Regions from separate parts of the Mus musculus genome. Here all the other regions are linked to region 3. Evidence: chromatin contacts called from public Hi-C and promoter capture Hi-C data. All regions are on one chromosome and are shown on one strand. The core of a region is the stretch at or near the end of the contact, and the rest is flanking DNA. Distances in the headings are between cores, read along the strand shown. Region 1 has its middle 4.4 kb from the start of Mir6343. Region 2 has its middle 150 kb from the start of Gm32737. Region 3 has its middle 110 kb from the start of Slc4a3.

Region 1 (3,543 bases), core at 373-2,872, 850 kb before region 3:
TACTTCTCTTTTTCCTCCTGCTGCAGCTTGTTTACAGTTGGATCTGAGGTATGAGTAGTCACATGGGAATAGGCCGGAAACAGGGTAGCCAAGGTCCTTTCTTTCTCTTCTCGCATACCAAACACCTTTAAAATTACAACTTCAAGTTCACGCCAACATGGCAACTCCTAAAGGTCTACTCTTCTCATGGGTTCTACTTTTAGTCCCCAGAAATTGCTCTTGGAATATCACCTTGATTTCCCAGGATGCTACGTGATGTGACAAAGGGCAGACAGAAGGACATGAGTGTAAAGCCTCCGTTGTCATTCACTTTTCCTAGCTCTCTCTTGAGTTCTCTCACTCTCTCACTCCCCTTCCCACCCTCCCTCCTCCAATTCCTACCCCTCTCCCCATGTATACATTCAGAGTAGAAGTCTAAGTATTTATCCATGCATTTGTCAGTTATTTCAGTTTTAAAAGAGTGATCCAACACACAAATCCACCCTTGTTTTACTGACTACTGGTCTATGCTGTGTAATATGTGTCTATGTAAATGTGCATTAAGAAGTGGGTATGTCCCTTAAGCTTCAACTTACTCCATTTAGAAGATATATAGTCCACACCCCCGGAACTCAGGACAGAAATTCCAATCGTCAAACTAGCTCCTCACTTGTTCTAAGAATTGATTCTTTTTCCTAACACTGAAGTCCTTTCTTGCTGTGTTGTTTCACGGCTACTGCCCATCAAAATAGTGCCTCTACAAATTGATATGTTCTAATCCACACAGAGAGAACTTAAAAAGAAAAGCAGAAACTTCACAGATTTCAAATTAAAATGGGAAAGTCCCCAAAAAGCAACAATAAATTACCAGCAACTCTAGGTCTATCATGTGCTGAGACATAGGCAAAGCCCTTTATACAGGTAAAATGCCGTGGGTAAAAACAGCAATTCAGACAGTTGGCTGTTCTGTCCTGGATCGCACAGAAAGGACACAGAGCATGAGCTGGGATCTCTCCAGGTCCAATGCCCATGCTCTTTCCCTTGGATAGGGTGAGGACTTCTCAAATAATATTATCATATATTTCATATTTGTTATTTTCTCCCAGCATTACAAGGAAAGTCTTCAGTTGTAGAAAAAATAAATGGCACAGCTAGTTAAGTACTTGTAAAGCCATTGTGATATGTACTGAGTTCCTCTCTGAGACTGAGACTATAGCAACACATCAAACCTCAGATCTCACATTCATGGCATTTCTCCTCTGGCCAATAGACACACATATGAAAGCTGTAACATGGATGCTGAGTATACCAACAACAAAATCAGGCTTTAGCTCCTGACAGCTCAGTTACAGAGACAGAACATGAATGCATGCAGTAAGGAGAAAAGAGGATCTTGTTTAGCTTTAAGGCCAGCTAATCTCTATCAGAATAGGCATGAATCAATCCAGTTGGAAACCCATCCCAGATCTACCAACTGGCCACATTGTCTTTCCTATTCTGTACCTCTAGGCTAATAAGCCATATTTTCTTGCTTTGGAAGCAAGTCTTTCCCAATGAGTTTTTGGGAAGCTCATAATGCCACCCCCAGACCTGCTGGCACCAGAGGAAGACATAGCAGCTCCAATCTGCTCTTTCCTTTCAGGCATCCTAATTGGAAGTCCTGCCTAGAACACATGGGCAGAGCAGGAGCCAAGAGAAGAACAAAGGACACTTGCTCCAAGTGTTCCTTCCCAAGCTTATCAAGGATCTTGGGTTCAATTGAGAGATTCAACAGTGTAAAGTGCTGATTGGAGAATGGACAGCATGCAGTGAATGTCATGTCTTAGGCAAGCCCTGGGCATGAGAAAAGAAAGGTTGCCTGCAGCAATTTTAGAGGAAACTAAAATAGAAGCTAAGAGATAAAGATAAAATGGATCAATGAAAATTAGGGGGTGAGAAAGCCATACCTCTGGGCCTTCCTACCCAATGCCTCCCTAAGATTTAAAAATGCTGAAGGATACTAAGGCTTTTATTTCCCTACCATTACCCCATAAATATATGAAGGCCATGTGTACCTATTATCCTAAGAGCACTGAGGCATAAGTCTGGATCTTGCAAGCCAAGGTCTAATGTAAATTTGTTAGTTACTTGCCTTAGTCAGGATTTCTATTGCTGTGACAAAACACCACAACCAAAAAGCACATTGGGGCCAGGCGGCAGTGACACATGCCTTTAATCCCAGCACTAAGGAAACAGAAGCAGGCAGAAATCTGTTAGTTTGAGGCTACCCTGGTCTACAGAGCGAGTTTCAGGACAGCTAAGGCTGCACAAAGAAACCCTATCTCAAAAACAAACAAACAAACAAACAAACAAATGAACAAAACAAAAGCATACTGGGAATGAAAGAGTTTATTTGGCTTATACTTCCATATTGGTATTCATCATTAATGAAAATCAGGACAGGAACTCAAACAGAGACGGAACCTGAAAGCAAGAGCTGATGCAGAGCCCGTGGAGGGGGTGCTGCTTAGTGGCTTCTCAGATCTTTCTCAGCCTGCTTTTATATAGAACCCAGAACCACCATCCTAGGAATAGCACTACCTACAGTGGGCTGGGCCCTCTCTCATTGATCCTAATTTTGAAAATACCCTTCAGCTGGATCTTATTGAAGCCATTTTCTCAGGTGACGTTCCCTCCTTTTAGATAACTCTACCTTACGTTGGCATATACTAACCAACAAACTAGTCTTGAAGATATATTGTTATATAAGAAGTCCTGATTTTCCCTATTGTAAAATTGGGCACATAGAGTGGGCTATAGCCAGGCCCTTTCTTGTGTCTAAGGACTCCATTTTTTTATTTTTCAGCTCTCTTATTCTTTAAAAATGGCATGCGTATAGTAGTAGTAATGTACTATTGTCTTTGAAAACAATAATTTGCTCTGATTTTCAAAGGGATCCCCGATGTTGAGGAAAATATCCACGAACTGATGAACACTAAGATCCCTTCTAGTGTCCAAGAGGTTTTTATGTTGACATGTGGTTCCCTATTGGAAATCAGAAATTAGAACAAAGGAATTCACTTGCGCAGTCTCTAGGAAAGTAGCCATAGTCTCTAGACTGTAAAACTTTCCCTCAATATCTAGTCCACCTTACTTCCAGCATAGGGAGATCTTTGTTACAAGGTTGTATTTGGAGTGCTGAATTTCTTAGTTTCTCTATCACTGACCCTCTTAAGACCATCATGTTGGTTTCCCAGTAACCTATATATTCTCCATTCCTCTTGGTCCCCATTAAAGAAGTACAAATCTAAGTTATCATTATAGAATGTCATGTACTACATATTCCTTGGGAAAGTTGAGTGCTATAATGCAAAATCTGATCAACAAGGGGCTGAGAAGATGACTAAATCATTAAAGGACTATTTGCACAAGCACGAGGACCTGAGTTTAATCTGTAGTACCTACATAAAAGTTGATTGTAGGCCAAAACCCCAGCTCTGAACAGCAAGCTCCAGAGATAAACTAGTCCAGTTGAATCTGTGAGTTCTGGGTTCATTGAGAGATTTTTGTCCCATATAATAAGGT
Region 2 (3,828 bases), core at 924-3,423, 590 kb before region 3:
TGGTATAATTTTAAAAGAGCACACGACTTCAGTCAGGGAAGCTCTTCCATTGTGCCACAAACACACTAGACTGCATCCACCTGCCTGCCCTTGATCAAGTGGTCCTGATCCTGTGACCTACCATACTCTCATTTTACCCTGTACCATGCATAGTAGACTGAGCTTTCTCTAAACCTCATCTTCCCCACAGGATGGGGAAAGGCCATCTATCCCAAATGGTTCTATCATAATTTTATTAGACCGTGATAGGTTTCGTGATCCTGGTCCCTACTTGCATACCATGTATCCCATGGCCATAGCTGCATTGCAAATGTCATTCTTCTCATCCCAGTTTATCCTGGTCACCCTGCACCTTCCCAGACTGTTTTTCCTGTCACTGCTCCTACTGCATCAATCTCACACAGCACTAAGCTTATTTATTAGTCAAATATATACAGAAATGGTTGCAAAAGAAAACATAGAAACACATCATTTTATGAAATCTGAGTCATGAGGACATCTGCCAAAGAAATGACAATTGTCATGTTCCTCCACTGATATTTCTGATGCCCTCTATATTCTGAGGAAATCATTTTCGTTTTACCTAAACAGAGCATGGGTTTCCTGGAGAATGGATGCCATCTGACAGTAATGGAAACACTAGTACAACTCAGATACTTACGTAACCATAGAATTTGTCTTGTTAAATTATGTCTAATAATAGATCCAGAGTACCCACACTTATCAAACGTGAATCGCAGATCTAAGTCAGACCGCAGGACCTAGGGCTCCTTGGCAAGGGGAAGACTTGCTCAGACATCTGCAGACCAGGTAAGAGAGGGCTGACAGCCAGATAGGAGGGAATCCAGGATCATCCAAGGATGTTTCAAGTGTGGATGATACTGAAAATGACATACATAAGGTTCTCTTCCAAAAGTCCCCACATTTAACTGATAATCGGAACCAACAGGCACGTATTTAAGAGCATAGATGACCAGGCTATGCCTCTGACTCCTTCAGAAATTCCCTAGGATAAGGAAGAGAGTGGAATGCCTGGGATTGGTGACACAGCCAGTGGAGTCTGGTGTAATCTAGGAAGCTCTATATTGCATTTCCTTCTGCACTTTGGGGGATGTTCCAGGTCCCAGAGAGACATGGGCGGGAGGTGCTGCCTGCGTGGTAAAGACACCTGGAACCCTGGGAGGGCAAGGAGAGACATTGGGAGGAGCTGTTTTAAATTTCCCTTCTGCCAATTGAGACTGGCGAGCTAGAGGAAGTCGGAGCTCCACAGAGAGCTGGGTGGTCCCAAACATCAGCTTTAATTGCGTAATGCTATTGCCAGGTGTTTTCTTCTGGGACAGAGCCTCCGTGTGGTTGCCGACAAACCCTGAGCAGCATCCTTGGGAGTCTTTAAGCCTCAACTTATCATTTTACTTATGTTGAGAGGAACTTCAAGGCGGTGTAAATAATATATATCTCTTCTTTTTAAAAAATCGGTGTAAATATTTCATAGAATGTACAGTAAATAATAAATACATCTGAAGAAAACAATATAAATATTTGATAGTTTGCAGAGCAACTGTTAAGTCTGGAATTACATATGAATGCTCCAAAAAATTCAATAAATCCTAAATTACATACAAATGGCTCAGAAGTGACCCACACATAGTCATGGGTACAGTTTTTAAAACTGCTGTGTTGGCTTCTTAGCCAGGGGAGTGTTAAATCAAGATGTCATGCTGTTTAACAGCCTGCATTGTGAATCATCCAAAATTTTGGTAACTCCCAAGCTCCAGCACCTTCTGATAATACTTGGCTTGCATCTTGAAATAATAAAAACGCCCTCTGCCTACAAGAGAAGCACAGGGATACCACACCACACAGCTGCTACTTTTGATGCAAAGACTTTCCAATCCTGCAACAGCCACTCTCAAGGAGAGGCAGGATAATCAGCGTCAAATGCCTCTTACAAACAGGGCAGCCACGACTGTCTCACACTCATCTGCAGGTCAAGTCTCTGAATAGAAAGCTTCAGCGAGATACATCCCCCACCCCCACCCCCAGGATACCAGGGAATTCTTTTCTATTCATAAAGTGATCAGTCAGGCCACTGCGAACTTCTGTTCCTGGATCTGTCCCATTTTCACAGGCCTCAGCACTTCTATAATTATACAGAGCTCCCGGCTCTACAGAGCACATAAGCCTGCCTGTGTCCTCATCCACTTCGATTACTTTCCGTCATGTGTGCCCTTCAAGACTGAATCCCAGCACAGTTCCCCTGGGACATCATTCTCAATGAACCTAGCATATGGCTTCCCTGTAGCAAGTGTCCTAGAGAACCAAATAGTTGTTTGTATTATTTATTCATTCTTGTTCCCCAGAACCTAAAAGGGTGCCTGATACAGTCAGCTCCTTTGTTGGATAGGTGAATGCACGCATGAATGCACGAATATCTGTCTCACCTAGTGACCAAGGAGACTATTTTTATACATCATGTCCTTAGAGCCTGACACGGACCTCATGTACAATAGATGCCCAATAAAGATATACAGAGAAGGTAAATAGACCTAATCAGATAATGTGTCCATGTGTCTTTGTAGTGGAGAATTTTGTGTTGTGTGAATGAGAGTGGAGAAAAAAGGAAAGACACAGAGATCTTAAACTTGTGCCAAGATAAAGCTTCCCCCACTGAAACATATCCCTGGGGGAGATTAAAATGTGCGTGCCTTAACAAATGTTTATAAAAAGAATAGGTATAGGTTTTTTTTTTCTTCAAAATAAATTCACATTAAGATTTTTTCAAAGGCTCCTGGTTACACCCATGTAGTGTTTATATAGTACATACCTTTATGAAGCTGGAGACACAAGCACACTTAGCACATTAAATTTTGCACTTGATGGAGGCAATTTATTCACCTCATTTTCCCTTTGCAGGAAGCAAAGGCAAATTAAAGAAAAAGATCTAATGACTTGCCCAGAGGCACTCGAAGCAACAGCCGATCCAACGTCTTTGCTGCGGCACTGTGGAACACAGGGCTCTGGAAGCTTCCAGGGCTAAGACTGGTACAATGCCTCGGAAGCCATCTGAAACCTACCAGGCCGCAAATATACGTGGCAGGTGAGTTCCACTGAGGACTCTGGCAGTGATGGATACTCCAAGAAAAATAAGACATGATTCCTGACTTTGGAAAGGTGATGACCTAATTGACTGTTGACTGCCAGAATAGTGTAGTTGCGAAGGATAGGCACTCTGGAAGCACTTACATCTCAATGAACAGCTTTAGACATCCATCACTACATGGAAGAAGGGTGTCTCATTCAGATTTCCTCCACTGTGTGTGATTGAAGCAGAAAAGAAGCTTGATGTAAGTATATGGGGACCCAAGTGTAAGAAAGGGATAAGACCCAAAGGATGAGAACAAAAGCTAAATATGATGGATGGGTGCTCCTCAGTGCCTCAGCCTAACAAGCCTCTTGAGGAGACAGACCATGGCCCAAAAAAAAAAAAAAGGGTTTCCCCCGTAGTCCAGAAATCTTGCCCTTTCAAAAGTCAAAGTCTCAGGAGAAACAATCTGATCTTGTGGCTTAGAGTAAAACGAGGAAGATCTTAGTAGGGAGAACATTAAGAACTCCAGGGCCTTACACCCAAGAAGAGATTCCTGTTTCGCCACAGCTGCTGATGAGTAATTCTCAGAAAGGCAGAGGAGAGTTGTCTGGCAGAAAGAGGTCAGGAGGCTTCAGCAGATAACAAATGTTCCTTTCACAACAGTTCCTGAGAAAGGAGTTCCACAGTGTGGGGATTCCCTGGAATGGACTCAGAGAAGAAGCTGGACTGGAGATCAGTGTAAA
Region 3 (3,763 bases), core at 984-3,483:
TCTCACAGTCCAACCTGAAACTCTCAGCACAGGCAGCCAGAGTCTTTGCATGCAAGCATCTTGCTTCCAGAAGTTTCCTGATAAATGCAAATGTACACAGAAGACTAGCATGTGCTCAGACTTCTTTTCCCAGTGTCACCAACATTTTCCACCCCCTACCCGGAACCCCCCCCCCCCATTGCTCCTCCCCAGGTCTCTAAGTACAGAACAAAGGCTTCTAAGAAACACAAGAACTTCCCCATCAAGAGAGAGATAGGAATCATTTTTTTTTAAGAAAAACACTTAGAGAGGAATAAAAAGTTCACAAACACGCATGCTCTTCGACTTACACTCTATTTTGTGTCTTCAACCAGACGAAGACAAGGGAATCAGAGGAAAAAAAAAATCAGTTGGCAAGAAGAAAATAGGAGGTAATACAGAGAACTTTTTAAATCCACTATTTTATGAGAGTTTTTAGAAAGAGCATGCCTCTGCCTTTAAGGAATTATGAATCCCATCGCTGTTTCAGTTGGCCACCGGAAATCTCCTCAAATTATGACACAGATTTATTATTTAATTACAAATGGGTAAGCATTAATTGTGAGTGGGGAAATTCTGAAGGGTAATTGAAGCTTGGATCAGAATGAGGACGAGGTCTCGGTCCTCCTTATGGGGACATGGGGAAGCAGGAAAAAAAAAATCATGACTTTACCCCACACTAGCAGCAATTGGACCAGGTAGAAGAGTTTCCTAAATACATCTGGTAAACCTGAGACGGTGATTAAAGGAGACTATGTCCTCGCATTTCTTCTTGCTCCAAATGTTTTTAAAACCATCAGTTGCCATTTGCTATGGACTTAATTGTGGGCCCACAGTAGTTTGTATACTGCATCCCTAGTCCCCAGTTAGACTTATTTGGATGTCGGGCTTTAGGGAGGTATTAAAGGTTCATGGAGTCCTAGGGCCCTAACCCGTTAGTAGTGTGTCCTTGTAGGAAGAGTTAATAGACACTCCATGGAGAAAGACCCTTCCATGGCCATACAGGGGGGAAAAAAGGCTATCTAGAAGCTGGGAAGAGAGCCCTCACCATAAATTAAGTTTGTGGGGCTTCTCGCCTCCACAGAGAGAATATAAATGCCAGTCACTTAAGCCTCCCAGTGTGCAAAGTCTCTTTATGGCACCCTGAGCAGCTAATGCAACATCTGTGCAAAAGAAATGTTCTGCCCAAGGGATGAGGCTCGCTGAGGCAGTCAACAAACAGGAGTGAACCATCGTCTAGACAATGGTTTTATAGCAGAAGCTGTGATAGCGTCCTCAACAGGATTCTCCCCACAGCAGCTCTAAGCCTCTGCTTCCACAACCTCCCTCCAATGCTGGCACCAACTTAGGTGCGCCCTCCTCAGCCTGAGGAGGAACAGTGCTCAGTACCCAGGCAATGGGTACTGACTGTCTTCTCCCTTGAGTTTGCCTCCGAAGCAGTCGGAGCCGTGCCGTGGAGTCCAGGCTCGGCCTATCAGGGAGTAAAACAATGTCGCCGTGGAGAACCGGAAAACGACAATCGTTCCTGACAAGCACTCCATGAGCGCATGCGGCCTAGGTGCACCTACACCTGGACGGCTTTCTGAGTCCTAAAGGACTGGTAAAGACTGGTGTCTAGGCCAGGGACAATGTCAGGGGACACACACCTTCAGGAGGCCAGAGTTTCACAGTGTGAGGGCGATAAAGGGATGTTAAATAAAACTGGGGAGACAGGAAGGAAAAATAGCTAGGCCAAACGTTAATTTCAGGAGAGGAATCGGATTGAGGCTGAAAGCTGGAATAATCCCCTCAGCTTTTGACTAAACTCTAGCTAGAAGAGCAGAAATCTATACTTGATCATTTAAAAAGAAACAACTTTTGCTTCAAAGCTTTTAAAGAAAGATAAGAAAAAGGAGGAATTTTTTTCCTTCCCTACAAATATTTGCATTTTTTTTTTAATTTGACACTTTTAACGTCAGGCAACAGGGGACTATGGTTTGATTGGTTGGTTGGTTTTGGATACAACCGAGGGTCACAAAGGCAAGAGTACTCATACATCAGCAAACAGGACGAAGTCGTGTGATTTTTTAGTGCCTCAAATACGCCCACCAAGGCTGATGTCTAATTGCCAATGGTCCAACAATCAGTTCACAAAATTCCTGGCTACTTAACCAGTCTCTAGCAAGTACACCAGCTGGCTCCAGCACACTTTTGCAAGGCATTCTGGGTAAGCAGATGGCAGCTGGCCCAGCACAAAACCACAGACCAGAGAAACCAAGGTTTCAGAGGGCGATGTGAGGAAGCCCAATAGATCTTCCTCCCCTGGATGCAGCTCCTCGCAGGCACTACAGGGAGCTACGGACCTAGTCATTAAGCTACCCACCACCTAAGGAAGAGACACATTCCGTTCTTTAGGAAGGGTTGCCTAGACCCCGGCGCACTGTGATGGCGCCACCTGGTGGCCAAAGGAAAAACAGCCACGGAGAATCTCAGATTTCCACCACGTTTTTAAAATTCTGTATGAAATTGGTATTTCAGGAAAGAAAAAGAGTGGGGGAGGGGAATCGAAGGGAGGGACAGAAAAGGACTGGAAGGGGGTGCTACAGGAAGGGAGGGAAGGGGGAAGGAGGAGATGGGATGGAAGAGTTAGAAAAGATCTTAGCTAATCATTGGCAAACCAAAAGCTCAACTTTCCCAGGCACTTCCTAAAAATGCCCACTATGTCCCCCATAAAGAAAGATATTAAAAATGAATTACTGAAATACTTTTAATGATTTGGCCAGACAAACGCTGAGTGGTTTACCTCACTACTAGACAGTTCCATCACTCAGCTGTCGTGACCATCTATAGATACTTATGACTGGCCTATACTTTGGATATTCATGTATAATTCATCTAAATTCATTCTATGGCCCAACCTTCGAAAGAACTGCTAGCATATGCTTTTGTTTCCATAACAAAGCCAAACACAGAAGCCAGGGTAGGGTATGTACCTCTCCAGCTTAACCCTCAGTGCCTGGCACTGGCCTCTCTGCTTGGCCAGGGTTCAATACAGCCTGGTCCTAGTTAGTTCCTGGTTCCTCTGCAGAAACTCTCTCTAAAGGTTCATGCCAGTCACCTGCAGGTATTTATAGAAATCTAAGCTTTGGTTCATAAGTCAGAGAACTGGGCAGAATTGGAGCTGGCACCAGTAAGCATTAGAGTAATAGTTGATGAAACAGATTAATTAAAGAAATGCATTAACATGCATAACCGAGTGGCTCTTATTATATGTATGTGAGTTGTCCAGCTAGAGTAAAACATTTAAACTCTGTGTCTGTCTGTGTGTGTGTGTGCGCGCGCGCGTGCATGTGTGCGTGCATGTGTGTAAGAAAGCAGAGCTCGCCTTGATGATGTGTATTATTTCCACAGCCTCTGGCTGAGCTTCAAGCTCAAAACACCTTTGACTAAACACTCAGAAGCCGGTTACTGGGATCGATAAAGGAGAAAGAGTGACCTCTGCTGGCCAAGTGAGATTTTTTTTTCCCCAGCCTCTGGTCAATTTCCCAACTCTACAATGACATGATGTGTTTACAGAAATGCAGTAATGCCCTCTGCAGAATAAATGATCGGCTAATTTTTTTCTAGACTGGTGATATTTACAATCCCATCAGCAAAAAGGCCATGGCTTGTTTGGCTCAAAAACTCCTTAATGATTTGTAGAAATGAGATTCAATTAGGTTTTTTTATGCTTAATAATTATTCAGTAGAAAAAATAAGAAATGTT

The links. Promoter capture Hi-C pulls out the DNA fragments that hold promoters and counts their contacts. Hi-C and Micro-C count contacts between places; a contact is called where the count stands out from the background.
Region 1: a contact with region 3 is called in a promoter capture Hi-C map of hippocampal neurons, with 8 times the contacts expected there. The contact joins two enhancer-like sites. A contact is called at or near these places in 1 of 39 promoter capture datasets (hippocampal neurons), 3 of 484 Hi-C or Micro-C datasets (cerebral cortex, cortical neurons and forebrain) and 3 of 115 datasets of contacts at active chromatin or transcription factors (embryonic basal ganglia, embryonic hindbrain and neural tube).
Region 2: a Hi-C map of cranial neural crest shows a contact between it and region 3, with 2.1 times the contacts expected there. The contact joins two enhancer-like sites. A contact is called at or near these places in 2 of 484 Hi-C or Micro-C datasets (cerebral cortex and cranial neural crest) and 1 of 115 datasets of contacts at active chromatin or transcription factors (neural tube).

The regions. Positions count from the first base shown.
Region 1 is chr1:76,503,375-76,506,917 of GRCm38.p6, reverse strand. No RefSeq gene overlaps it. Among named protein-coding and RNA genes, the nearest start is that of Mir6343, 4.4 kb to the left of the region's middle. Within about 2 kb of position 1,622, at least 4 of the 459 cell types and tissues checked have an H3K27ac peak or open chromatin away from gene starts, as enhancers often do. A contact at or near this core is called in hippocampal neurons, where this site is marked.
Region 2 is chr1:76,244,751-76,248,578 of GRCm38.p6, reverse strand. No RefSeq gene overlaps it. Among named protein-coding and RNA genes, the nearest start is that of Gm32737, 150 kb to the right of the region's middle. Within about 2 kb of position 2,173, at least 16 of the 459 cell types and tissues checked have an H3K27ac peak or open chromatin away from gene starts, as enhancers often do.
Region 3 is chr1:75,652,436-75,656,198 of GRCm38.p6, reverse strand. No RefSeq gene overlaps it. Among named protein-coding and RNA genes, the nearest start is that of Slc4a3, 110 kb to the right of the region's middle. Within about 2 kb of position 2,233, at least 60 of the 459 cell types and tissues checked have an H3K27ac peak or open chromatin away from gene starts, as enhancers often do. A contact at or near this core is called in hippocampal neurons, where this site is marked.